2 separate regions of the Drosophila melanogaster genome follow, and region 1 is linked to region 2. The links are chromatin contacts, called in public Hi-C maps. All regions are on one chromosome and are shown on one strand. The core of a region is the stretch at or near the end of the contact, and the rest is flanking DNA. Distances in the headings are between cores, read along the strand shown.

Evidence for each region. A called contact is a pair of places that touch in the nucleus more often than the background predicts.
Region 1: a contact with region 2 is called in a Hi-C map of the Kc167 cell line, with 2.0 times the contacts expected there. A contact is called at or near these places in 8 of 107 Hi-C or Micro-C datasets (the D17-c3 cell line, the Kc167 cell line, brain and 4 more).

The regions. Positions count from the first base shown.
Region 1 is chr3L:12,411,273-12,418,118 of dm6, reverse strand. SCaMC (Short Calcium-binding Mitochondrial Carrier) reads left to right here and starts at 3,277. Exons shown (of 8, transcript NM_206345.2): 1 at 3,277-3,417; 2 at 4,033-4,671; 3 at 5,663-5,789; 4 at 5,847-5,934; 5 at 5,997-6,108. The coding sequence starts at 4,216. It overlaps ArfGAP1 (ADP-ribosylation factor GTPase activating protein 1), which reads left to right and starts at 539. Exons shown (of 5, transcript NM_079316.3): 1 at 539-966; 2 at 1,032-1,579; 3 at 1,640-1,844; 4 at 2,115-2,174; 5 at 2,250-3,093. The coding sequence starts at 907. The coding sequence ends at 2,783.
Region 2 is chr3L:12,202,641-12,209,678 of dm6, reverse strand. It overlaps Tsen54 (tRNA splicing endonuclease subunit 54), which reads left to right and starts at 3,657. Exons shown (of 5, transcript NM_140302.2): 1 at 3,657-3,735; 2 at 3,788-3,903; 3 at 3,966-4,153; 4 at 4,213-5,036; 5 at 5,273-5,556. The coding sequence starts at 3,674. The coding sequence ends at 4,998. It overlaps app (approximated), which reads left to right. Exons shown (of 10, transcript NM_001259803.2): 10 at 1,742-3,441. The coding sequence ends at 1,759. Ak1 (Adenylate kinase 1) reads left to right here and starts at 5,597. Exons shown (of 5, transcript NM_168493.2): 1 at 5,597-5,960. The coding sequence starts at 5,958.

The DNA of each region.
Region 1 (6,846 bases), core at 2,028-4,527, 210 kb before region 2:
TGTGCAATATTTAGCTAAAATATGTATGTGTATATTAACATTATTAACATTATTAACACATTAACATTAACATATGTTGGATAATGATGAATAAAAATGGTTTTCTAAATGTCTAATTTAATTTATATAATTTCGAAAATATTTGTTCTTATCTAACTTTTTTCGAAATATTTAGTAAATAAGCAGCTTGAATATATTATATGCAAGCTATATACAATAAATATAATACAGCAACAGAGTAAAAAAATATTTTATTGTTTTTATAAAACCGATAGAATTTTAAATTAAAACATTAAAACATGTTAAAGCTAATATTTTTAGGTTTTCTTTTATGAAAGACAGTTTCAAATATATTAAACTTGTTTGCTTAAGATATTTAAATATCCCGCTCATTTTCAATAAACTATCGATATATCGCAATTCCGAACGTTCCACTTTAGTTGCACTTTGGTCACACTGCAAAACAAAAATCCAAGTGGAACTTTGAGATGGGTAAATATCGATAGTATGCCCAACTTCCTTTGGTTTTCCATGCAATATTCGGTATATCGATGCTGTCGTGAGTGGTCAGCTCATCTCCAATTCCAAGTGGGACACGCTTAACACTTTTTTTTTGCCAATTTGCCATTAATTGCAAGCGTCCCAGCTGATCCAAAAAAATTCAAAACTCTGTTAAATGCGTTTGGCCAGGCGTTCGTCGCGATCCGTGGACTTTAAAGGCTCGTAAGCGTGTGTGAGAGCTTCAAATCGCCCCATCTCAAAGCCAAGATTGCACCCAAATCAGCGCCAGCGTCAGCAAAAGTTTCATTAGCAACTCGGTTATCAGCTGCGAAACTGAAGCCAACTGAACGCAAAGAGTTGGGCAATCCGCCAGAGCAGGGCCAGAAACCATAGAAACCAGTTGCCATGGCGAGTCCCAGAACGCGACGGGTGCTCCAGGAACTGAAACCCCAGGATGAGAACTCGGTAGGTTTGCTCCTTTGTCCACATACGCTAGATAAGCTTCAATTTCTTTGTTTAAAAATGACTAGAAATGCTTCGAGTGCGGTACCCACAATCCGCAGTGGGTGTCCGTGACCTACGGCATCTGGATCTGCCTGGAGTGCTCCGGCAAGCATCGCAGTCTGGGCGTGCATCTGTCCTTCGTGCGCTCCGTCACTATGGATAAGTGGAAGGACATCGAGCTGGAGAAGATGAAGGCGGGCGGCAATCGCAATGCGCGCGAGTTTCTGGAGGATCAGGAGGACTGGAACGAACGGGCGCCTATCACGCAGCGTTACAACTCGAAGGCGGCTGCTTTGTACCGCGATAAGATAGCCACCTTGGCCCAGGGCAAGAGCTGGGATCTCAAGGAGGCGCAAGGCCGCGTGGGCAGCAACAATAGCTTCAGCTCAGGTGGCTCCAGCAACAGCAGCTACCAGTCGCGACCCAGTGCAACAGGTTATGGCGGAAACGGAGGCTATCAGAATGGCGGAGGCGCCGAGCCTGGAGGCTATCAGCAGTACCAAACGCAGGAGTTCAAGGACCAGAAGGAGGAGTTCTTCAGCCGACGCCAAGTGGAGAATGCCTCCAGGCCAGAGTAGGATCTTAATGGCATATCTGTCCATTAGCTATGATTTATCCTAGTTGATTGTTTCAGAAACTTGCCACCGAGTCAGGGCGGAAAATATGCAGGTTTCGGGTTCACACGCGAACCACCACCGAAAACGCAATCTCAGGAGCTTTTCGACTCGACGCTTTCCACTTTGGCCTCTGGCTGGAGCCTTTTCTCCACCAACGCCTCCAAGTTGGCCAGCACCGCCAAGGAGAAGGCCGTCACCACCGTCAATTTGGCCTCGACAAAGGTGAGTCCTGCGCCTCAGCTCGTATATCTTTCAGATTTTGATTCCTTATTTGCCTATTCTCTTCGATTTGGTTCAATATTATGTTGATTTTGTATTCTTTTGGTTTATTATTAGTCTGCTGATTAGTTTTAAATAATTTAAAGCTGTAGAAACCCACCTTAACAACAAAAGAGAGCAAAATCCCTTTAGTTAATCCCCATATTTGTTTGTTAATTTAATTGGTACACCTTATTGTTTGTATTATTTATTTGCATCTTTTTTTGGTTGTAGATTAAAGAGGGAACTCTGCTAGATTCCGTACAATGCGGAGTTACCGATGTAGCCAGCAAGGTCTGTAGTTCCCCATCATCCAGTTAATCTTCTCTAAACCCACATCCCTCTAACATATAAACATACCGATCGCAGGTCACCGATATGGGCAAACGAGGTTGGAATAATCTGGCGGGCAGCAACATTTCGTCGCCGCAGGGCGGATACAACGATCCCAACTTCGAGGACAGCAGCGCCTACCAGCGTTCCAATTCCGTGGGCGGTAATCTGGCCGGAGGCTTGGGTCAGCAGAGCGGCGTCAGCGACAGCGACTGGGGCGGCTGGCAGGACAACGGCAACAGCAAGTCGCACATGACCAGCTCGAGTTCGTACCACAATCAGTTGAGTAGCAGCAGCGGCGGCGGTACCGCCTCCGCCGGCCTAACCCGCGACGCTGACTGGTCCGGCTTCGAGGCGACGAACTATCAGAGTTCAGAGACCTCCTACCAGAACGCTTCGTCCGGCGGATCGACAGCTCGCCGCAACATGAAGCTGCAGGACACATCGCAGAAGCTGAGCGAGGGCTTCGAGAGCCTGGACGTGAAGAGTGTGAAGCCCAAGACGGCAACGGCCTCGTCCGCCAACAAAGGCACTGCCGAGGACGACGCCTGGAATCTGCTGATGAACTAGAAACCGTGGCGAGCAGCTTATGCGATTGTATTTTTTGTATTCCATTCGGTTGTCAAGTTGTGTCTCCTTTGTTTTATGTGTCTCTTGATGTCTGGCCCCGAGGCTGCTATGCGCGCATTTAATGTAACCAACTGAATTGTGTATTCATTCTTCGACTTCAAACATAAAGTGCAACTATTCCCGATTATTTCCACAGTTTAGACCAATTTTGTATAGATCTACTTAACTAACGAATTACTTAGCTTAAAGTGTATGCCAGGATACTGCGAGGGATGCGAGATGAGAAAATACATATTATGTTAACAAGTGTAGTCGTTCGTTTTTTAAATGGGCGGTTTTAAATTCAAAAAATATAAATATTTGCAAATTTAAAAAATACATTTAAAATTAATAGTGTTACCCTACAATTCCACATTTTAAAAACCACAAATAGGTTTGAGTCACGGCTAAGCAGTGACGCGATGCATTTTAGGGTATTTTCGACCACACAAGAAGTATATCTAGATAAACGTTCGTGGTCACACTGGCAAACCCAAAAAATTAAAATTGAAGAGTTCTGCGTGAATCGCTTTAAGCCACAAAGTCGCCGAAATAGCGTAAAAGCAGACGAACTCTTAAATAGCTCGACCAGTAGGTAGTGACCACAGAAAAAGTGGGAAATGCAATTGAAGCTTGCCACTTTCTTTTGCATATCCACATTCCTTTCGCCTGCATGTGAGCGTGTGTGTGTGTGTGTGCATGAAAATCGAGTGCAGAATAATTTTTGCCAAATTGGCAACAATTTGCAAGCGTTTCGAGAGAAATTTGAGTCACACCTGTCTGGAAAATGGGCGGAGAATTCAGAAAAGAATGTAGAAAGTGTGTGAGAGCGTGAAGAATTCTTCGGTTAAAGCTACGCTTTGCAAAGTAGAAAGTTCGAGTTGCTGGGGGAAAGTCTCCCTTTTCCCAACACTCCCCCCCTCTACCACGACTTTTGGAGACATGTGCGTGCGTGTGCGTGAAGCTGTGGGTTTTTCAAGGTTTTCCGGAAAATCGCTGGCCTTCAAAATTAACTGCGAAAATCAATGGGATGTGGGTTGTACGCGGGATCCTGAAAATTGGCACCTACAATGTACATATGTAGTTCTCCAGCCAAGAAGAGGATGACTTCATCGCGGGGAAATTCGATACGTTGAGCTGTTTTATTTATCTTTCGCCCAGACATAACATTATAAACTAATGTGTATACAACACTCGATACCTCTTTCAGACGACTGTTTTTCCATTTGACTTGCCAAGTAGTGCAAAATGAGCCGGCCATAAGAGCAGAGCAGCTGATAGCCCAACACGTAATCCCCCAGAGAATCGGAAACCGAGCAAACCCAGAGAAATCCTTCAGCTGCCAGTTAAAGAACAGAAAACTCAAGGTAAACTGTAAACACGAGTGTGGAGAATGGTCAGAAAGCAAGTTGGAATCGAAAACAGTGCATCCTTAGCAGTAAGCAAGCAGCAGGATCAAAAGGAGCAGGACTATAAGCCAGAGGATCAAAAGCAACAGCACATCGACATCGACTTGACGCCCGATCCGGCCAGCAACTTCAACTTCGCCCAGCAGGCGCAGGCCAACTACTCCGCCCGCACGCTAGCCGCCAGCTATGAGCACGGCCAAAATCTCGGCCTGCAACATGCCCATCTTGCCACCAGCAGCACTACCAACACGCCCTTGGCCTATGATCTGCACGAGGTCGCCAGCTCCGGCTCCATCCTGCCCACCGAGATCCCCATCGAGGACGAGGAGCGGCTGGAGCGCATCTTCAACAAGCTGGACCGCGATGGCGACGGCAGGATCGATATCCACGACCTGTCAGCGGCACTGCACGAGTTCGGGTTGTCGAGCGTTTACGCGGAGGTGAGCAAAGCCTATTTATAGGATGATATATGGAAGCCATCACATCTCATCTAGCTATTTCAAATGTATCATGGATAGGACATATCTGAGGCTCCCATGATTTTAACAGATGTATCTTAGGGTAGAAAACAAGCAATCTTGATTAGCATAGTTGAACTACACGTGCCCTGGGCTCGCCATTTTCACAGGGAACTAACAATGCCTTTTTCTATTTGCTATTCTTCGCCAAACAGAAGGCAGACGGTTGAGATCAATAATATGCGGCCTTGACGGGCAAAAGTATCTGAGAATCTTAATTTATACATTTTGCATTGTTTGCTTGCTCTGATCAAGGCGAAACATTTGGCACTGCTGCTGACCCTGGGCAGCCTGACCCTTTCATTGTGTCATTTTTGCAGTTGCCAAAAAAGGGCTTATTAAATCAAAAGAAATGTGGGGTGGCAAACCAGGCGAAGATGAATATTCTATTTTTAGATGAGCACAATATTATTTCGCGTACAAATCTCTTTGTTTGACTAACAGATATTGTTTGTGGTATTATTAGCAGCTTTGTTTATATTTTAGCCAAAACAAACTAGATATAAAGAAATTTAAACTATTACTTTTATCCTGTGACCTAAATTCTGCTCCATTATACTTCTAGTGAAATCCTATATTAGTTTATTTATGTTGCACAAATCGCCAGATTGTGAAATTACATGCAACAAGTATTGTGACAACTTCCGAAAGCAATCAGAATTGGATTAGATGGTATATAGAGGGTTAATGTGCAGACAACTGAGTAGATTTATATGGTTTCCGCCGGCGAAGCCCGCATGATACGAGAAATTGATTTGCTTTCACGATTCAGGTCGATACTCTAGTCAGCGGCTCACTATGCGAAAGGCCTGCGAGTGTTCGACACAAATTTTCCAGTAATATTCCGGCAGTGAATCTAGTAAATTTTCCAGGAGCAATGCCAGTAATATTCCGCACTTGCTTTCCATTACAGAAATTCCTTCAGCAGTCGGACAAGGATCAGAGCGGCAACGTGGGCTTCGCCGAGTTCCTGCACTACGTGCGGGAGCATGAGAAGAACCTGGTCCTGCAGTTCTCGCACCTAGATAAAAATCGCGATGGTGGGTAATTGATTAAACCTTAATTGGATTAGTTCTTATAAGTGAATTGTATTACAGGCAAAGTGGACTTGGAGGAGCTGATATCGGCGTTCAAGGACCTGGGCCTGGACATTGACATGGACGAGGCCAGAAATCTGCTCACCAGGTGGGTTAATTATCCTCAACTTTCTTTTGTGCATGTGTTAATACGCGTGACTTTTCTTGCAGAATGGACAAGGATGGCAGCCTGAACATTAGCTTTAACGAGTGGCGGGACTTCATGCTCTTGGCGCCCTCAACGGACATTCATGACTTGATTAAATTTTGGCGGCACTCTACTGTGAGTTTACTAGAGATACGTTTTGCAAGTTGCTGAATTCATAAAACAGAGAGCAGTGGTTCTTCGAAGGTGTTCCACTGTTTCTCTGGATTAGTTTTCGTTCTATCGCGTTTGTTTTTAAAATATCTATGTACACTAGTATACATGTAGCTGTTTAACGTTAACTAATTGCCAACTTTTACCCTTCTTATCCCCTCGCCCATATCCAAAAACAAAATTAAACCGAAAAAACACACACTTCACACACTAACAAACCAAAATGTCGAATGTAGTACCTACACCCACACTACTCCTGACTAACTGAGGAAGATCTGAAGGTACATATCCGTCAAGTTACATATTACGATTACCATTGATATTGTTGTAGACCCACCCACGTAGAAGCAGGGCACTCGGGAACACATACGTACCTACGCCCGGACACTGTACACACCCATCACAACCATCACACCCCGTCACACCCACCGGGAAAAAAGGCTTTATCATCAGTCCCATTCGCTAATCAGCCACTAGTTATATTGCCTGCATGTGTATTATCTCGTAGTATTTTACCTTCACCCGAGCGACCATTTTTCAAGGACCGGAGCGCCCAAGAGACGGAGCTTTAGCCATACCATATCATGTGCACTCTCTTAAACTCGTTCTCTTTTTTAGTCGAGACTGGCGTAAACATTATGATTATTTCATCAGACTGTTTAAACGCTCGCTTAATGGGAAGTCCGTTTTCGATATCGTTTC
Region 2 (7,038 bases), core at 2,408-4,907:
ACATATATGTAAGCCAGCTTAAAGAAGTAATTGCGGCTCAAATGCCGCCTACAAGGCTTTAAATCTTGAGCATTAACAATATTATGGGTTCCTTTTATAATTAATTGCAAGTGTAATACGCATTAGCCAGATAATTGAAGTTGTAGCTAGTTATATATATTATATATATACATATTATATATATATGAAAGCGAGTGTTAACTGATGAAAACGTAAATTTATACATGTACTTATATACACACATATGTATGGTTAAATGTTGGGCAATAAAGTGTATGTAGCGTATGTTTAATGTGGATCGAAAGCAGATCCATAACTATCTATAAGTACTAATCCCGATGTTGAAGCGTATCGCATCCTTTCAGGAAGATCGTGAGACCTACTTGCGATCCTGAACGATTATTGGAACCATATATGCATATGTAGCCCCCGGCGAATCACTCACACACACATAGACACGAAATGAAGGCTTCAGATTTTCCACTCCTCTACATTTTCCATTATCCATTATCCTTTAGGCTCCCCGATTTTGATTTTGACCGGCTAAAGCTCGCACACATCCACCAAGAAAAAACAAAGCTATAACCCTCCTCTTGATTTATCGCACACTAATGTCAAACTCTTTCTGTATCTTTCAACTTGACTCTGGGATTAACTAACAAAAAAACAAACAATACTTACAATTTGTGTCTGTAACTATTTAATGACCCAAACTAAAACTGCAATTGAGCGAAAGTTGTCGAGGGCCGCTTAAGACTAGAGTAAAAATGCATTTTAAGCCTTAATTGGGTGAGTTCTCTCCTAATGCAAACACATTTGATTGTTGTATGTACCGAAATAAAAATAACCAAACACCGAAATTTAATCAAAGCTTTAGAGTTTCGTTTGAAATTAGCTACACCATAACCATACATATATCTTTGAGTTTGATTTTCTGCTGCTTAAATCGCCACTGCGAAATAGCTGATATTCTATTATGTTGCTCATGTCGATGATTTGTTTCCACCATTAACCCAAAATGCATCACCATTCAATATAAAACAACCATCCGAACACAAAACAAAAGTCAAAGTTTAATATGGTATTTAGCAGTAATTTATTGGCAAGCTACCTACTAATTGCACTCACAACATTTTGAAAGCATGCTTTAAATTGTTCAATTGGCACCGACTTAACCACTGAATCCATTATCCATTAATTAGCGTCCAGTTTCCGTCTTTATTTGCGCATACTCTACGGCGTTTGTCATTCAATTTTCAGTTATCATTGTTGTTTATTCGGTTTTAGGAGCTTATCAACTGATGAGTTTCGAATTAAGTTGATTTCCAACCAGTTCCGAGGCAGTTTCTCCTCAGATTGCAATTACACGTGTATTAGTTCGATTGAACACACAAAACAAAACCCGCCCCCGCATTTGATTGAATTACGATTTTAATTTGGCGCCCTTTTCAGCATTTATGATTATTTGCATATTTAAATAGTTTTATTTTGCCACAGCTAAACGATAGCGAACCTAAACAAATCATCAATGACCACTAGCAAAAGAGCAATAAAACCACTAGATACAAATGCTCCAAATTGAAATTTGAATTTTAAATTAGTTGGCAAATTCGTTGTAATGAGCATTTCAATTATATACGTGCATTAATTAAACATACAATAGAACGAAATTAAATATCAATTACTAATCACGCGCTTTCGTTGCGCCCTTCTCCCCTTTTTTTTTCCGTCTCGTTTCCAGGTAATTCCAATAGTCTAGCTCAGCTGGTGGACAACGAGATACCGCTGGTCCAAATGGACATTCCGGCTTATACCCACCAAACGGCCACCCAGGCGCGTCAGTACCGCCATCGTCATCACAAACAGCGCCAGATATGCAATGGCGGCACTGTTAGCTATGAGAATCAGTTGGCCAACGCCAGCAGCGAGGATGAGCTGGATGATCCAGATGTTGTGGTCGTGGGCAGTCCCGAAGTGGTGGCTGCCGTGGCAGCCATAGCCTCCAATAAGGCAAGAGAAATGCGCAACCGCAGCGGAAGCTATAGCAATCTCTTCGATGCTGACTTCGAGGCGGCACTGGTCAACTCCTCATTGGCGGATAACCATGTCAGAGGTGAAGGAGCAAGCAGTTCCGGAAAGCCCTCTGCGGGCGCAGCTCTATTAGCGGCTGCCATCAGTGGAAAAACGGAGAACATGTATAGCAATGTGTTGCCAGTGGACAATGATACGGATCCGGCCGATTCCACGCTGCATGTATACTCCAATATCATCGATGAACGCAAGCAGCAGGAACAGGCAAACAATGTACTGTCCTCCACTCTGCTCTGCGACGATCTCGACCTGGACGATCCGGTTAGTGCTTCGTGTCATGTGAAAAGAAAGTCCCTGGGCGATGGAGCCGAGCAGGTGAAGTCGGCGGAGAGATTGAGAATGCTGCACGACAACACGATGATAGACACGGCCTTGGATTTGGACAGCTTGGATGGCTCCAGCATGGGCAACAACTCACAGTCGTGCCTGGTGAAGTCGGGCAAACCGAATGCCACTTCCGTGACCACAAACGTGGCCATAGTCTAAGCGGTCCTCTTTGTCCTGTACATAAGTGTAGATATTCATGTCAAGGGGGAGAGTATTGTTAAGTTTTCCCTACTTTTAACTGAATCGATTTTCATTTACTATGTGTGGTGGGGGGAGGGGGTGCGGTGATTCGATGGAGAGGGGGGATATAATGAAACGACCTATCAGCAGGCAGATAAAAAATATTACCTTAAAGCGTTACGCATTTGAAACAGAAAGAGAAATATATCTATGCATATATGTAGATGATAATAACTAAAGCATTTACGGATATATGTATGCATATGTATAATACAAATGTGGTGAACAATGTTAACAATTTGAGGGCATTAACAAAGGACAAATTAAAGGAGCAACCAATACTATGGAGAAACTGTTTATACAATACACGACGCATACATATAAATGAGTTATAGGTAACATATACATAATGATAAACAATATACAATGTACGGTTAGTTATAGTGTATAATTTTTGTATTTAAGTTTTTACAAACAGCAGAAACAGAAAGGGGTTCGTTTCGCAGTTCAGAGTTTAAAAAACATTTGCGGTGTAGCCAGAAACCGAAGAAACAAAGAAAAGAAAGCCAACTAGAAATATCCTGCAATATACGTGAAGTTGAAATTGTCGAGTCGATGAGAAAATGTTAACAGCATAAGAGTTAAAAGCAACAATGTGGTGTATTAAATGTTCATAAATCTACCAATAAGTGTATTTTCAAGGTGTAAAATGTTATATGACATCAATTAAAACGAGTTCGAGATTTCGACAAGCTCCATTGCATGAGAGGGCAAGAAATGTTAAGCGTATGTTATGCGAAACTAACAAAACTACAATTATACAAAGAATAAAGATTTATAAATAGAGAATAATGGTGTATTGCTTTTTGGGAAAGGCCATCTAGGTGTTGAATTGAATAAGAATGATGCAAACTGAAACTTAGAAATTAGGGTTTCAGAAATTTTTTCTTAAGTTAAAGTTACTCCAAATTTCAAAAACGATATAAGCCCGCCAAAAGTAATCGATTCATCGGTAACAATTGGTAAGCTTGTTAATGATGGTATATTTGAACGGATTGGCCTTGGTCACACTGACATGGACACCAAAACACAAGATTCAGAATATGTGGAAATTCATCCAAAAAATAGCTATTTAAGGTAATTCCTGACTGAGATATGAATACCTTAGCTTAAAATCAATTAATTTCAGTGCCCAGGAGCTCATTGCGCATCGTCACACTGAATTCGAACCTCCGAGTGGAGGTCTAAAGCGTACTAAAAATGAGGGAACTGCAGCGGAAGTTGAGGAGCTTAAACGAGCGCAGGGTTCGAATTTGTTATAAATATTTAACACCAATATATATATTATTATGTTTATAACATTTTAGAGTATTTGCGTGCTCAATTGTCAGTGCCTCGAATAGAAAGACTCGGAGGAAGGGCACTTGCCATTTGGAACGAAGAGCAACAAGTGGCAGAAGTCAAACGCAAAGATGGTAAATTTGAAAATTTCGGATACAGTGAGCAGGGAAAGCTCTATTTGGAGTACTATGAAGCTATGTTCCTACTAGAAGTTGTGAGTTATAAAATCGCCCTTTAAATTCAATCGAGATATATGGAACATGTACTTTTCAGGGACGTTTACAACTGGAGTACTGTGGTTTAGTAGTTTCAATTGAGCAAGCATATGTGCTCCTCCTCGGCGAGTTGGAAAGCGAAAGGTACACCAACTACCTAGTTTACTCGGCTTTATCCCGATCTGGCTATATAGTAGTGAAACATGTGCCTCCTAAGGAAATTCCACAAGAAGTTACGAGTGCAGATTGTATTTGGGCACTGCTGAAGGAAAAAGTGGGAAATCTGCCAGTACCAGATCATATCAAAACCTCACCCATTTATCCTATCGCGGAAAAGCGTATGGAAGATTTAAAGGAACTTATAACATCTCAAAAGGCAGAAGATCCTAATATTGTTGTAGATCCCATAGATTTGAAATTCGGACAACGAAAACGTATGGCTGTGGAAAAACCAATCGAAGAACCTGCTAGTAAAAAAGAAAAATTCTCCACAACGGGCCGAAGTCTCGTGGATCAACTAAAAGGCGAATTTGCATATGCCAAATTCGAAGAGATCTTTGAAAAGTTCGATTTGGTGCAACTTGAAAGCCAAGATTATACCAAAGACGAATTAGATACGCCCTCTGCTTTGAAGATAATCTTTGATTTACATCTGCACAATAGGGGTTTCAAAAAAAGTGCACCCAACGCACCAAACTTTAATGTAATTATACTTCCATCGCAGGTGGCGTTTCCCACCCACGACAAAATCTCCAAGATTAAACATCTTCTCACCGCACCACTGCTCGTCATATCCGTAAGCGAATCCAAACAGATACAGGCCTTTCTGTACTATATTAGTTGATGATTGCCCATACAGCGGATGTGCCACCTCAATAAATTGTACGTGTTAGTATTTTAAAAGCTCGAATAGTTTATTTTATTTACCAGACATTGTTTATAAAGAATGCCGGCACGAGAATGCCCAAAAGAACAAGCAAAACTAATCAAAATATCCAAATATCCGAAAAAATGTATTTATTTTGATATTCAGGCATTGTTTCTGAACAATTTGTGTTCAGCTACGGTATTCTGTTAGTTATACCCTACATTAAAAATCTAATACAAATATGTTACAGGAGGATGTTCCTATGGTGAACTCATGACCAGAAAATTCAAATGAAGTATATCCCCATCGCATTGGTCAAAATGGAGGTAATCAGGAGGAGACGGGAGACAGACACAATGTTAAAGGAAATCCAATTAAATATGGATAAGATCATAAATCGTCACAATAGCACTTTAAAGAGTTGGATTCATTACTGTTCCAACACAAGCTGAAACAAAATTAGCACAAATATACATAGATTCAATGAGTTAAGAAGATAAGCCAGGATCATAAGAATCAAATTTGAATTTGATCATGACAATACGAATTTCCTACGACAATACACTCAAAATTTGAATTGACCAATTCGGGTTATACTCGAAAACGGCCAAAATAAAAGCACTGTTAATCGGAAAGCTTTGTGCGAAAAGCTCGCGTGTCTGTGCGCAGTGAAACCGTTAGCCGAATCGGATCGAATCGAAACGGAATCGAAAGCCTTTTCATTCACTCAGTCACTCTCAACTCACGCAGCACAGAGGGTGGGTGGAAAACAGTCGGGCGGAGCATTCGAGAATCTGGGCGAGAATCGACCGACCAAGTGGCGCTAAGGGAAGGCTAGTAAGGCATCCGGCTAACAAACTACCGAATATTTCGCGATTTCTTCAGCGAAAGGCCCGCAGCAGCGACGTGTATATCTAGTATACATCATCATCATCATGGTGAGTGTTTTCAGTGCGCGGTTGCTGTGATTTGTGTTTTCGTTTCTGCTTAATGCCCAATTTATTTTTATTTGTTTGTAACCCACACACACACACCCCAAATGTTTCACTCTGATTTAAAACGGCCTTGCACTCCAACGGGGGAAAGTGAAGCAATGGCTTTAAAATTGAGGATTCAGAGCGGTCAAATCGGCCTTGAGCCACTTGCATTGCACTTGACCTTGCAGCCCAGCGTTGCAATTAAGAAAGTTTCGGGGCCACAAGCTTACTCAGCTTTTTTTTTTTTTTTTGAAGCTGAGAATGGGGTATGAGATGAGAATGAGAATGAGAAGCTCCCGGTCAGCTGTTCCATGTTTACGGTTTTGTTATAAATAGAGCCTCTCCTAATTCCAACGATTACGAATCTGTGAAATTCCCTACCCGAACAAAACAAATTAGCAACTGAAAGAAACAAACAAACAAAAAATAAATACCAAAATTTCACATTCCAAGCTCGAACAAACGAATTTTGACGTCAAAATCCCGATTTGAATAAATTTATGACCAGTTGCTCGGCACACAGGAATTTCTGGCGGGGCTTGATTCATTAGCAAGTCCCCAGCCTCGTCGCCAAAAAAAGCAGTTTAAATGTGTTTATTGGCGCTACTCGAACTAGACAGTCATGCCGGTTTTTAGTCTTGGTCGCGTCGCATTATTAAAGTGTCAAAACAAAGCAAAAAAATTAAAAAGAACACCATATAAAAGATCTAGAGGCGGGTTCCATAAAAATTCCTCTAAGTTTGCTGGATAGTTTTTTAGTTCCGTTTGAACGGAAAGCATGTGTGCAGTTCTTCCTAGAAAATTATAGTTATAGTTAGTTCTAAAAATAAACAAAGGAAAATCATCCTAAAAATACATATATCGAAATCAAAAGCCGAGTTTCGTAAAAATCCACGTGAGTTAGCTAGCTGAATAGTTTGAATAGAAAGCACTTGTGATGTCGCTGCTATAATTTTCTATAATTACCCTTAAGTATTTGGGAACCTCGACACTTGTTAAATCACCATGTACAGGTTAGTTTTGAATTATTAACAACGGC